Regions from separate parts of the Mus musculus genome. Here region 2 is linked to region 1. The links are chromatin contacts, called in public Hi-C maps. All regions are on one chromosome and are shown on one strand. Each heading gives the region's core, a stretch centred on a gene start, on an enhancer-like site or on the middle of the called end of the contact. The rest is flanking DNA. Distances are from core to core; before and after follow the strand shown.

Region 1 (5,341 bases), core at 1,946-4,445:
CACTCAGTCTGTAAAGCACACTGAAAGCATGAGAATCTGAGTTTGATCCCAGGACTCATGTAAAAAAAAATGGGTGTGATAGTGTAAGCATGTCATCTCAGTGCTTTAGAGACAGGAGGATCCCTGGGACTCCCCAGCCAGCCAGCCTGGCCCATTAGTAAGCTCCAGGCTGATGAGAATTTCATGTCTCAAAAGAGGTGGATAGAATTCCTAAAGATAACATCCAAGATTGTCCTTCTATCTCCACACACAGGCACACATGCATGTGTGCATACACACTAAAAATAACAATGAGTGAATATTAATTGAGAGATGAATTTGTTGGGTGTGGTGGCATATGTAATCCCAGCACGAGAGAGAGAGAGAGAGAGAGAGAGAGAGAGAGAGAGAGAGAGAGAGAGAGGGATGGAGGGAGGGAGAGAGAGAGAGAGAGAGAGAGAGAAGAAAAAGAAGAAGGAGGAGGAGGAGGAGGAGGAGAAGGAGAGAGGGAGAGAGAGAGAGAGAGAGAAGAAGAAGAAGAAGAAGAAGAAGAAGAAGAAGAAGAAGAAGAAGAAGAAGAAGAAGAAGAAGAAGAGGAGGAGGGGGGGGGAGGGGAGGCGAGGGGAGGGGAGGAGAGGAGAGGCGAGGGGAGGCGAGGCGAGGCAGGTGGATCTCTATGAACTCATAGCCAGTCTGGTCTACATAATGATATTTTCAGGCCAACCATAACTACATAGAGAGACCCTTTCTCAAAGCGTGAGAGTGGGAGGGAGGGGGCACATAGACTCTTAACCTGTCCTAGGCAAATATGTCGATAAGTAAAGGGTTTATGGCTCCTTATCCTAAGGAACTGTTCTTGGAAAATAGCTCATTATAAACACTGGGGAAATACTTTAGATCAGAATCTGTTGCGTAGCGTTTAAAGAGCATGAAAAGTGGGGTTAGTGAGCAGTGAGGGCCACTACTGCCCCTACGCCCACCCCTGCATAACTTTGGGGGTCAGGAAAGGAGGAAGGTTAATGCTTGCTCAGAAATTCCAGATATCCAGAATCCTACATCAGTTTTTTGCTTTATTTTTATTTGTTTAAGACAAAACTCTTTATGTAACACAGCTAGTCAGGACTCATTTGTAGTCCAGGTTGGCTTCAAATTCATGGAAAGCCTCCTGCCTCAGCTGTCTGAGTAGTGGCATTACAGCATGTGCCACCACAACCAGCTTGGTTAGTTTTGATTCAGTCACAGGTATAGCTTAAAAATTAAGAAATAGTGAGCTGGAGAGATGGCTCAGCAGTTAAGAGCACTGACTGCTCTTCCAGAGGTCCTGAGTTCAATTCCCAGCAACCACATGGTGGCTCACAACCATCTGTAATGGGATCTGATGCCCTTTTCTGGTGTGTCTGAAGACAGCTAGCTATAATGTACTCATATACATAAAAATCAATAAATCATTTTTTAAAAATTAAGAAATGGAGACTGGAGAGGTGACTCAGCACTAGAGAGAACTCATTGTTTTTGTTGAGGACCCACGTTGAGTTCTCAGCCCCTCATGTCAGCTTATAACCACAGGCAACAGACATACATAGTGCATATTCATACATGAAGATAAAACATGGATGCACAATAAATAAATCTGAAAATGAAGAAACGGCTATATATTTGCTACATATTTTGGGTTGACAATATTTTAGATTTATTTTTGTTATTTTAATGTACATGTATGTGGGTGTGTACAAATAAATTCCACATGCATGTAGGTAGGTACCTGTGGAAGCCAGAAGAGGGTGTCAGGTCTCTTGGAATGACAGTTACAGGTGGCGCCTATGAGTTGCCTGGTATAGGTGCTAAGAACCAGACTCAGTTCCTCTGGAATAGGAACAGTTCTCTAGCCCTTTATATATTTATATTTTGTATTTATGTTTAACAAAATAACACTTTTTAAGAAAAAATCTTTCTTGTAGCCCCTTTTCTATTTTGCATAGCATACAAAAACTGGGTTTCATTGTGACATTTTCATATGTATATCTCATACTTGAGTCTTACCACACACACCCCCACCTCCTTTTTCTCTAAAATAGTTCCCACTTTTGCTTTCTGGTTATTTGCATACCATTACTTTTCTGAAAGGAATTGTCTTTTGAAACAGGGTCTCACTAAGTAGCCGAGATTGGCAGAGAACTCACTATGTAGTCCGTGCTGGCCAGGAGGAATTCCTGGCAGTCTTCCTGCCTCGGCTGTCTAGTGCTAGAATCATTCCTGAGCCATAGCACCTGGCTCTCAAGCAATCCTTCTAACATCCCACAAATACAGCCATTTACTCAATGCCATTAGGCAATAGCTTCAAAAGTTCAAAGTAGAGGTTTTTTAAATGTGTCTTGTTTGCACCAAGTAAGAATTTGCCTTAATCTTTGGACTCAAAAAAAGTATTGAGAAGCTGAGCGGGTGGTTCACACGTGTATTCTCAGCACTTGGAAAGCTGAGGCAGGAGGATAATTACAGTCCTACATAGTAAGTTCAGAGCAGCCTGGGCTACTGAGTGAGAGGGGGGAAAAGTACTGAATTGGGATATAGCCAGGTGGAGTGGTGCAGACTTGCAAGCCCAGTCTTAGGAGCTAGAGAGAGAGAAATCCGAAGTTCAAGATCACCGTCGACGACCACATTGTGAAGTTACAGCGAGCTAGACTGCACAAGACCTTATTGAGCAATGCAAAACAAAGCAAAGGGTATCAGGGTCACACCAACCCTTCAGAAAGAAAGGCTTCTAGCTCCCTTTGAGACTGAAAATACACACAAAATAATTAGTGTGCCAGTTGGAAATATGGTGCTAATGTACTAGTGGGAAAAAGGGACATCAGGTTAAAAGTGGTATGGAGAGTGTCATGCTATGCAATATATGTCTCTCACCATATACACATCTATTTGTAATGCCCATAAAAGAACTATCAGTGTTACTGGTTACCTGTGGGAGGAGGGATTAAATGTAACTTCTATTCTTCTATTCCTTTACAGTCTTCATTATTTTGTGTAAATTTCAATAGTGGGAATGTACTTTAGTAATCAGAAAAACACTTTGATGAGATACTTTAATGAGAAACCATTTGCATCAGGAGTTTGGCACTTTGCAGAGGACTTGCTGGCAGTTGCATTGAGTGTGTCTACAATGATGACCGGAGCATTTGTGTGTGACTCTGGGCAATCTGCAGACTGAAGTCCACATTGCAAAGTCCACACAGGAGTGCCCTCTTCTCCTCTGCTCTCCTCAGCTCCTAGTTTCCAAATCCTCCCTCTGCTAGGGGAGGGATTCAAAGTGGCTAGCAGATTAGGGAGTGGGAAAAATGCTTGGAAGAGTCTTTGCTGTTGCCAAGACAACTGCCCACAAGCAGAATGCACAGTTTGGATCGTGTCAATTTCCACGAAGCAAGTCAGTACAGGTGTCACCCAGGTCTCACTCTCACAGAAGAGCAGAACTGATGAGCACCCAGCATGGCTCTCATCTTCTAGGAAATCTCACGTTTCCGGGTTAGGGAACATTCTGTTGGTGACGGAAGGGATGAATGCTGGCATTAATCCTAGAATCAGATTGAGTCTTTTTAATGGCCTCCCCTCCTAGACTGGGGAAAGAGCAGGCTTTTTTTTTTTGTTTCTTCTCAAATATAGGGCCAAGCAAAGTAATGGGTATCAGAGTAAACGTGAGGTGTTGAGCCACTAGTCGGGTACACACGATCCACTCACATATCCAAGGCCACGCATGGTCTAGTGTCCCCTGTCTGCTGTGCCCTGAAAGTTCTGTGGAATTTGAGAGGTTCTTCTGCTCTTCCAGGAAGCTTTGACTCACAATTGCCTTGTATCTGTCCTTTCCTCTTGGCTCAGCTTGTTCCCTGCTTAGGTAGTACACTTTCAAGAATCCTGTTGGGAACAGTACTTAAAGTGGAAGGAGGAAGGCTAGACTTTGTCTCTGGTTTCTTCTTGAGAACTAAGAAAACAGAATCACTTGCCAGACTTGGTGACACGTGCCATGCCTGTAATGCAAGTGCCTAAAAGTGGGAGACAGGAGGATCATGAGCTGAAGGTTATCTGGGAGTGTGTGTGTGCATGTATGTGTGCGTGTGTGTACACATATACATGACAACTGGAAAGGTTTCACAATCACAGGGAAAGCAGCAGGACGGCCCCATCCACTGCTTCAGTTGCTTCAGGCCCTGGCTCTCTTTTCCACTGAACTCAATGTTTTTGTTTTATTTTACGAAACAGGGTTTCTCTGTGTAGCCCTGGCTGTCCTGGAACTCACTCTGTAGACCAAGCTGGCCATGAATTCAGAGATCTGCCTGTCTCTGCCTCCTGAGTGTTTGAATTAAAGGTATGTGCCATGACTTTCTAACCCTCTCGGAACTCTTGATTAGCAGGTCAGACTTTGTTTATAGCTATGCCCTTGTGAGAGGGCTCATCATCGCAATCATTTTGTTCTAGAGCCTTTATCAAAACCATATGCAGCTCACTGGTAAAATAATGCCCAGCCAGGAGGTGGGAAGGTCGGGAGTTCAAGGTGATCCTCAGGTACATAGCAAGTTGGAGGCCAGCCTGAGCTACATCATAAAATCTTGTCTCACAAAATTAAAAATTAAATAAGGCACAGCCAGGCTTTCTGGTGCACACTTGTATTGCCAGCTCCTCTTGGAGGCTGAAGCAAGAGAGTTGAAAGTTCAGCTCACAGCACAAAAGAAAAAAAAAGGAAAACAAAGCATAATATCAGACCTACTTTAGGAATCCTGAACCTTCAGATTTCATGTGAAGCTATATTTCTGCTGTCCTGAAACTCTTTAGGAATGACTTATTAAGAAGGGCCTTGGGGGCCAGGCATGGTGGCGCATGCCTTTAATCCCAGCACTTGGGAGGCAGAGGCAGGCAGATTTCTGAGTTCAAGGCCAGACTGGTCTACAAAGTGAGTTCCAGGACAGCCAGGGCTATACAGAGAAACCCAGTCTTGAAAAACCAAAAAAAAAAAAAAAAAAAAAAAAAAAAAAAAAAAAGAAGGGCCTTGGGATGCCTAAGGCTGGGTTCCCTTCACCAGGTTGTTGATAACTGTGTGTAGTGACAGAGGCTAAATCGTAAGTCATAAGCCCTGGGAGAGGAGGTGCCCCATGGAAGGTGGATGACAGCATGAGCATGAGGAGAGCTGGGAGGCCAAGAGGAACTGGGATGTGTGCCGTGCTGTCAGCTCCAGGCCTTGGGAGGCTGTGTTCGTCTCTCCTCCGAGAAAGCAGCAAGGGCCATTCATAACACTTGGAGGCAAGGACTTTATCTTCATTTTCTGGGATGGAAAGGTTTATGAATGTTTATGAATGTGCAAAGTGAATTGCAGAGGCAC
Region 2 (5,341 bases), core at 1,858-4,357, 49 kb after region 1:
ATATAGTACAGGCTGGGTCTAGATCTTTCTGTGTTGCCAAGGGTAACTTTGAACTCCTGGAACTCCTGATCTTCTTCTACCTCTCAAATGCTAAGATTGCAGGCCTCGGCCAGAGGTCCCTCTGCACAGGCATAATTTTGCAAAGCTTCTGGGTGTTTGATACACAATCAAAATGGAGGCTTTCTTCCGTGGATACTTTTACATTGTTAGCTCAGAAGCAAACCTAGGATTTGGGGAGTATACTTTTTTGGCCCTTTAGAGTTTAAGGACTTAGAATAATGGCAATGTGGCCCTCTCCCTGGTTTCTAGTTTTTGTAATGCTTGTAACCATTTGTAAACATACTCAGCCTGAGTTCTGGGAAATGAAATTATTTTTTCTTTATTGCCTTATTTTTAATGAAATGTTAGAAGTAGTAAGTGTTGCAATGCATTGATTCTGAGTATTTTTTTTTTTTTAGGAAAGCTATTTTATGAAATAAAGTTGGATCACTGTTTAGTATATTTAGAAATAATAAAGTTTTCGAATATGAAATGTTTTTGTTTTATATCATTGAGTAATAAACTACTGACTTTATGCTTGAAGTTAGATAATATTTACCAGAAAACATAATATTATCAATTTTACTATTTTTGTACTAGACTGAGTAGAACTGGAATTGAGAAAAAAAATTGGTTTTTAAAAGAAGAAAAAGAAAACCAAATGAACAGAAAAAGCAACCTTCAAATCTCTGTTTTTCTCTTTATTTAGTTCTTTTTGGAGGCGGATATCTGCTGAGACAATAAGAATTATAAGAGGTCAGTTTCAAATAATAGTCTTTTATGTTTACACTGTAGTAAAAGTTTTAATGTGCTAAGATGTTAAACTGTGGGTTTCTGTTGTCTTCCACAAAGAATATTGGCAGACGTAGGGTGAGTGACCCAAGCGAACAGGGAGGCTGACAATGACAACGGTGGTGACCCACTGCCTTCTCTCTAATTTAGGACTGGAATCAATGGAAATGGGACAGGCTGTGGCAGCTTCTAGAGTGTCTGGATGGCTACTCAGTGATTTTCCAGGCATGACCTCCCTTTCTGGTGGCATACATGCCTGCGCTAGGGAGCAGTGTTCCGTACAGGTGCTTGCCGCTGGGCAGGCGTCAGTTGTTAAACACGGCTGCTTCCAGTCTGTGCAGCCCTTAGAAAAGGCTGCCTGGGTTCTGGCCGCTAGGAGGGGCCAGGATGAAGGGCTGTGCTGAGCCTTTCATTCATCAGCCCAGGGACTGTATTTTACTAACGCTGACCTTCTTTACTTTCATGATCTCCAAGCGTCACTACTTTCTCATGAACTTTATTTTATTTTTGTGACCATCAGATTTCAGTCAGATTATAAATTAGAATGTACACCTGTGTGCCTTGGTTCCCTTGTGAAGGCAGCAGCTGTGAGCCAGGTGTGGAGGTGTACTAATGTCATCCCAGCTATAGGTATCCCCTGCTGTAGAAGTTTGGGGTTAGCCTGACTGTGAGATGCTGTCTCTTCCCTGCCTCTCCAAATACTTGGCCAGCTTTCATTTTTTTATTCTCTCGGTTGCTGTATCTTTTATTATTTTTAACATGGTCAGTGTATTGGAATGTCACTTTTTCCTTTCCTCTTATTCCCTAACTCAATTTTTCTTTTTTTTTTTAAGATTTATTTATTTATTTTATGTATATGAGTACACTGTAGCTGTACAGATGGTTGTGAGCCTTCATGTGGTTGTTGGAAATTGAATTTAGGACCTCTGCTCGCTCTGGTCCATAGATTCATTTATTATTATACATAAGTACACTGTAGCTGTCTTCAGACACACCAGAAGAGAGTGTCAGATCTCATTACTGATGGTTGTGAACCACCATGTGGTTGCTGGAATTTGAACTCAGGACCTTCAGAAGAGCAGTCAGTCTTACCTGCTGAGCCACTTCACCAGCCCTCCCCTTTTCTTCTAATGATTTGGTTGTCTTTTAGACTGAACTCCATACACTTTGGAGACTAAAAAAAAAAAAAGAAATACAATACAGAGATCTGTCTTCTAATAGTTTCATGCCCTGGAACTCACAGAGATCTACCTGCTTCTGCTTCTTGAGTGCTGGGATTAAAGGCATGTGCCACCATACCATGATTTAAAGTTTTTAAAATAAGTATGTTGAAGGGAAAGAATACTTTTAACTTTGTTTGTTTTTGTTTTCTTATGGGGCTTTGAACTGGTAACTATTTTTGGTCAGGTTTGTTCATTATCTACTGATGATAGCTAGTAAGGTCCACTATCTAGAAAAATGGAGTTTGTGATGGCACATCAACCACTTTGAATACAGATTTAAAATTTGGTAGTAGATTCACTCCCTCTACCAATTCTGTGTACAGAACTAAACAACAAAAATAGACATTTGGGGGTAGATTTTTAAAATAATCAGTTGAAAAAAAAACCTCATGTACACACACGAGGTTTTGTTGTTTTACTTTAAATACATATGTTTAGTAAAATTCATAACTTTCATTGTATTGTGTTTGGCACCAGGTGATCATTATGTAGTTTAACCACCCAGTTTCAAGCAACTTCCACTCTTGCTAAACTCTTTAGCACTCTTTACCCACGCTGCTACAGATGAGTCACAGTCTCACAACAGCTTTGCTTACAGGAAAGTGTTCCCATTGGTATAGTTATTCCTTCAGTCTCACTGAAATTGTGAAGAGATTGGTAATGCGCATACTGTGAGAACTACTTCTAAAACTTTTAATTTATAAGCATAGTTACCACAACCTCTCTTTTCCTCCCTTGGAGGAAACAAACATACTGGAATAGAATAGCCATGGAAGCCAGGCTTTAATCTCAGCACTTGGGAGGCAAAGGTAAGTGGATCTCTGTGAGTTCAAGGCCAGGCTGATCTGTAGAGTAAGTTCCTGGACAGCCAAGGCTAAACAGACAAACCCTGTTTTAAAAAAACCAAAAAAACCCAAAAAGAGTAGCCAAGCAAGCCAGTTCTTAGACTCAGACTTATTTCCAAGCCACTTGTGGTTTATGCTTTACTTTCTTGTGTGTTCTCATCTATAGGTTATTGCTTATAACCTACTTTTCTCTTAATTTTTCCCATAGCTCTGAGAGCTTATTTTGAAAGAATAATGGATGAACCATCTCCGTTGGCCAAAACTCTGGAGCTAAACCAGCACTCCCGATTCATAATTGGGTCTGTGTCTGAAGACAACTCAGAAGATGAGATCAGTAACCTGGTGAAGCTGGACCTAGAAGAGAAGGAGGGCTCCCTGTCACCAGCCTCCGTCAGCTCAGATACACTTTCTGATTTGGGGATCTCTGGCTTACAGGATGGTTTGGCCTTTCACATGAGGTGAGAAGAATTGCTTCATGGTTAATGTGTTTAATCTGTCTTGTTATTTTCACTGCTTATGTTCTGAAAGGAATAAGAATATATTAATTTCACCTCCATTCCCTGGCCCATCTTCTATGACTAGGAAATGATGCACTTTTCAGGCTTGGGGAGTATCTTTTCCTACGTGTTCTCCTCAGTTTTTCCATCCTTTATACATACTAGGCCCTTCAGTATGACCCAGTGAAGGAGAGTTTGGTTGAAGAATTTCAGCTTCTGTAGTACTTTGATTAATAATGTTGCAACTCTCATTGAGTGATAGGAATTTGGCAGACATGGCCAAATTTGTAGTCTTTCCTCCTCTCCCGTATCAGTGCTAGCAACTGAAACCAGAGCCTTATACATGCTAGGTGAATGAACCGCTGATCTTCATCCTTAGCCCGTGGCATTTTGTTTTTTGTGTTTTGAGTCAGGGTTCTGTTACCCAGGTTGGACTGGAACTTCCTATATAGAACAGGCTGACCTGGAGCTTGCTGAGACCTTCCTGCTTTTGCTACCTGAGTGCTGAGACTGTACACTATGCTATGGACATTTTGTTTTTGAACCTGGGTCTGATGTACCTCCAAACTCCTGAATTCTTGATCCTCCTGACTCCACCTTCTTAGTGCTGGTATTAGAAGTGTGTGCTACCTCACTCATGTTAAAGTAATGTTTTTTGTTTTGTTCTGGGACAGGGTCTCATATAACTCAGGCTGGCCTCAAACTTACTATGTAGCCCAGCCCAGGCTGACATTAAACTCCTAATCTTGCTGCCCTGGCTTGGGAGTGCTAGAGCTACTGGACTGCTGGGTACTGGTATAAGCCACCACACCCTTTGATGGATGGCTGATTAGACAACTTAGGCTAGTCATTTACTTTTTAATTCTTAGGTTTAAGGATTTTGGAGCAAATATTTTGTGAGTAAACTTTAGGAAATTATCCTCATCTCTAGAAATTTGAACACACAGAGACAGAAATATGCAATAAAACAAACAAACAAACAAACAAAATGTTAGCTAGATGATTTTAATGTGCATTGAGGGTAAGTATTGAGGTTCTAAGCTAGATAAACACAAATTAGGGTAGCTGCTGCTACTGTTATTATCTTGATAGTCTGTTATTAATGGGTCATAAAATAATTAGGCTTCTTTTTATATACTGAAGAATTGATTCTATAGTAAAATCCATTTTGATAATTCATTGTTGTTATCTGTGGGGCTTGGAATCGTAGCTTCTGTAAAATGAGGCAGTTAGTATATATTAATAATCACTCCCATTTAAGCTATGTGGAGGACAGAAGAATAAAGCAACTTAGTTATGTTTTATTTCATGGTTCCTGGGACTTGCAGTGAAGCAAATGCCCTACCTAAAGTTTTAGTGCTGTATTTATGAATTGCCAGTACTGTATCTCTTATGTCTTAGGCTTACCCTAAACTTGGGTTTGGCCTGGCTTACCTCCTAATCACTGTGATTTCAGGCACACACTACCTTGCTTGATGAGCCAAATGTTTTTGTTTTTTGTAGAGATCTGATGAGGAAAAATAACTTGGTTAAGGTTGATAATTCAAACTCAAATGTCTCAGTTGAATTTTTGTTAATTGTTTTACTCTGATTGCCTGACCTTACAATCTTTTCTTTTTCTTTTTCTTTTTCTTTTTCTTTTTCTTTTTCTTTTTCTTCTTCTTTTTCTTTTTCTTTTTCTTTTTTTCTTTTCCTTTTCCTTTTCTTTTTCCTTTTCCTTTTCCTTCTCTTCTTCTTTTCCTTTTTCCTTTTTCTTTTTCTTTTGTGTTTCTGATAAGGTTGGCTTTCTAGAGTGAATGAACAAAGTATTATATCTAACCTGAGGTCAAAAGAAGCATTAGCATCAGGGACTAGAAGTTAAGACTATATAAACATGTTTTGCAGCTTTATGACTAACTTGAGTTGACCCTTGAGTGAGTACTGGTGGTATCTTTCCCCTCAAAGT

Evidence for each region. A called contact is a pair of places that touch in the nucleus more often than the background predicts.
Region 2: a Hi-C map of liver shows a contact between it and region 1, with 2.0 times the contacts expected there. The contact joins the promoter of Acaca here to the enhancer-like site in region 1. A contact is called at or near these places in 4 of 39 promoter capture datasets (3T3-L1-derived adipocytes, cranial neural crest, embryonic stem cells and 1 more), 4 of 484 Hi-C or Micro-C datasets (the HPC-7 cell line, liver and nephron progenitors), 4 of 115 datasets of contacts at active chromatin or transcription factors (double positive thymocytes, embryonic stem cells, intestinal crypt epithelium and 1 more) and 3 of 9 other capture datasets (adipose tissue, liver and pancreatic islet).

Annotation. Positions count from the first base shown.
Region 1 is chr11:84,143,081-84,148,421 of GRCm38.p6, forward strand. Gm11437 (predicted gene 11437) reads right to left here. Exons shown (of 7, transcript NM_001037932.2): 7 at 5,281-5,341. It also overlaps a transcript of Acaca not described here. Among named protein-coding and RNA genes, the nearest start is that of Tada2a, 16 kb to the left of the region's middle. Within about 2 kb of position 3,196, at least 18 of the 459 cell types and tissues checked have an H3K27ac peak or open chromatin away from gene starts, as enhancers often do. A contact at or near this core is called in intestinal villus epithelium and liver, where this site is marked.
Region 2 is chr11:84,192,331-84,197,671 of GRCm38.p6, forward strand. Acaca (acetyl-Coenzyme A carboxylase alpha) reads left to right here and starts at 3,108. Exons shown (of 54, transcript NM_133360.2): 1 at 3,108-3,357. The coding sequence starts at 3,134.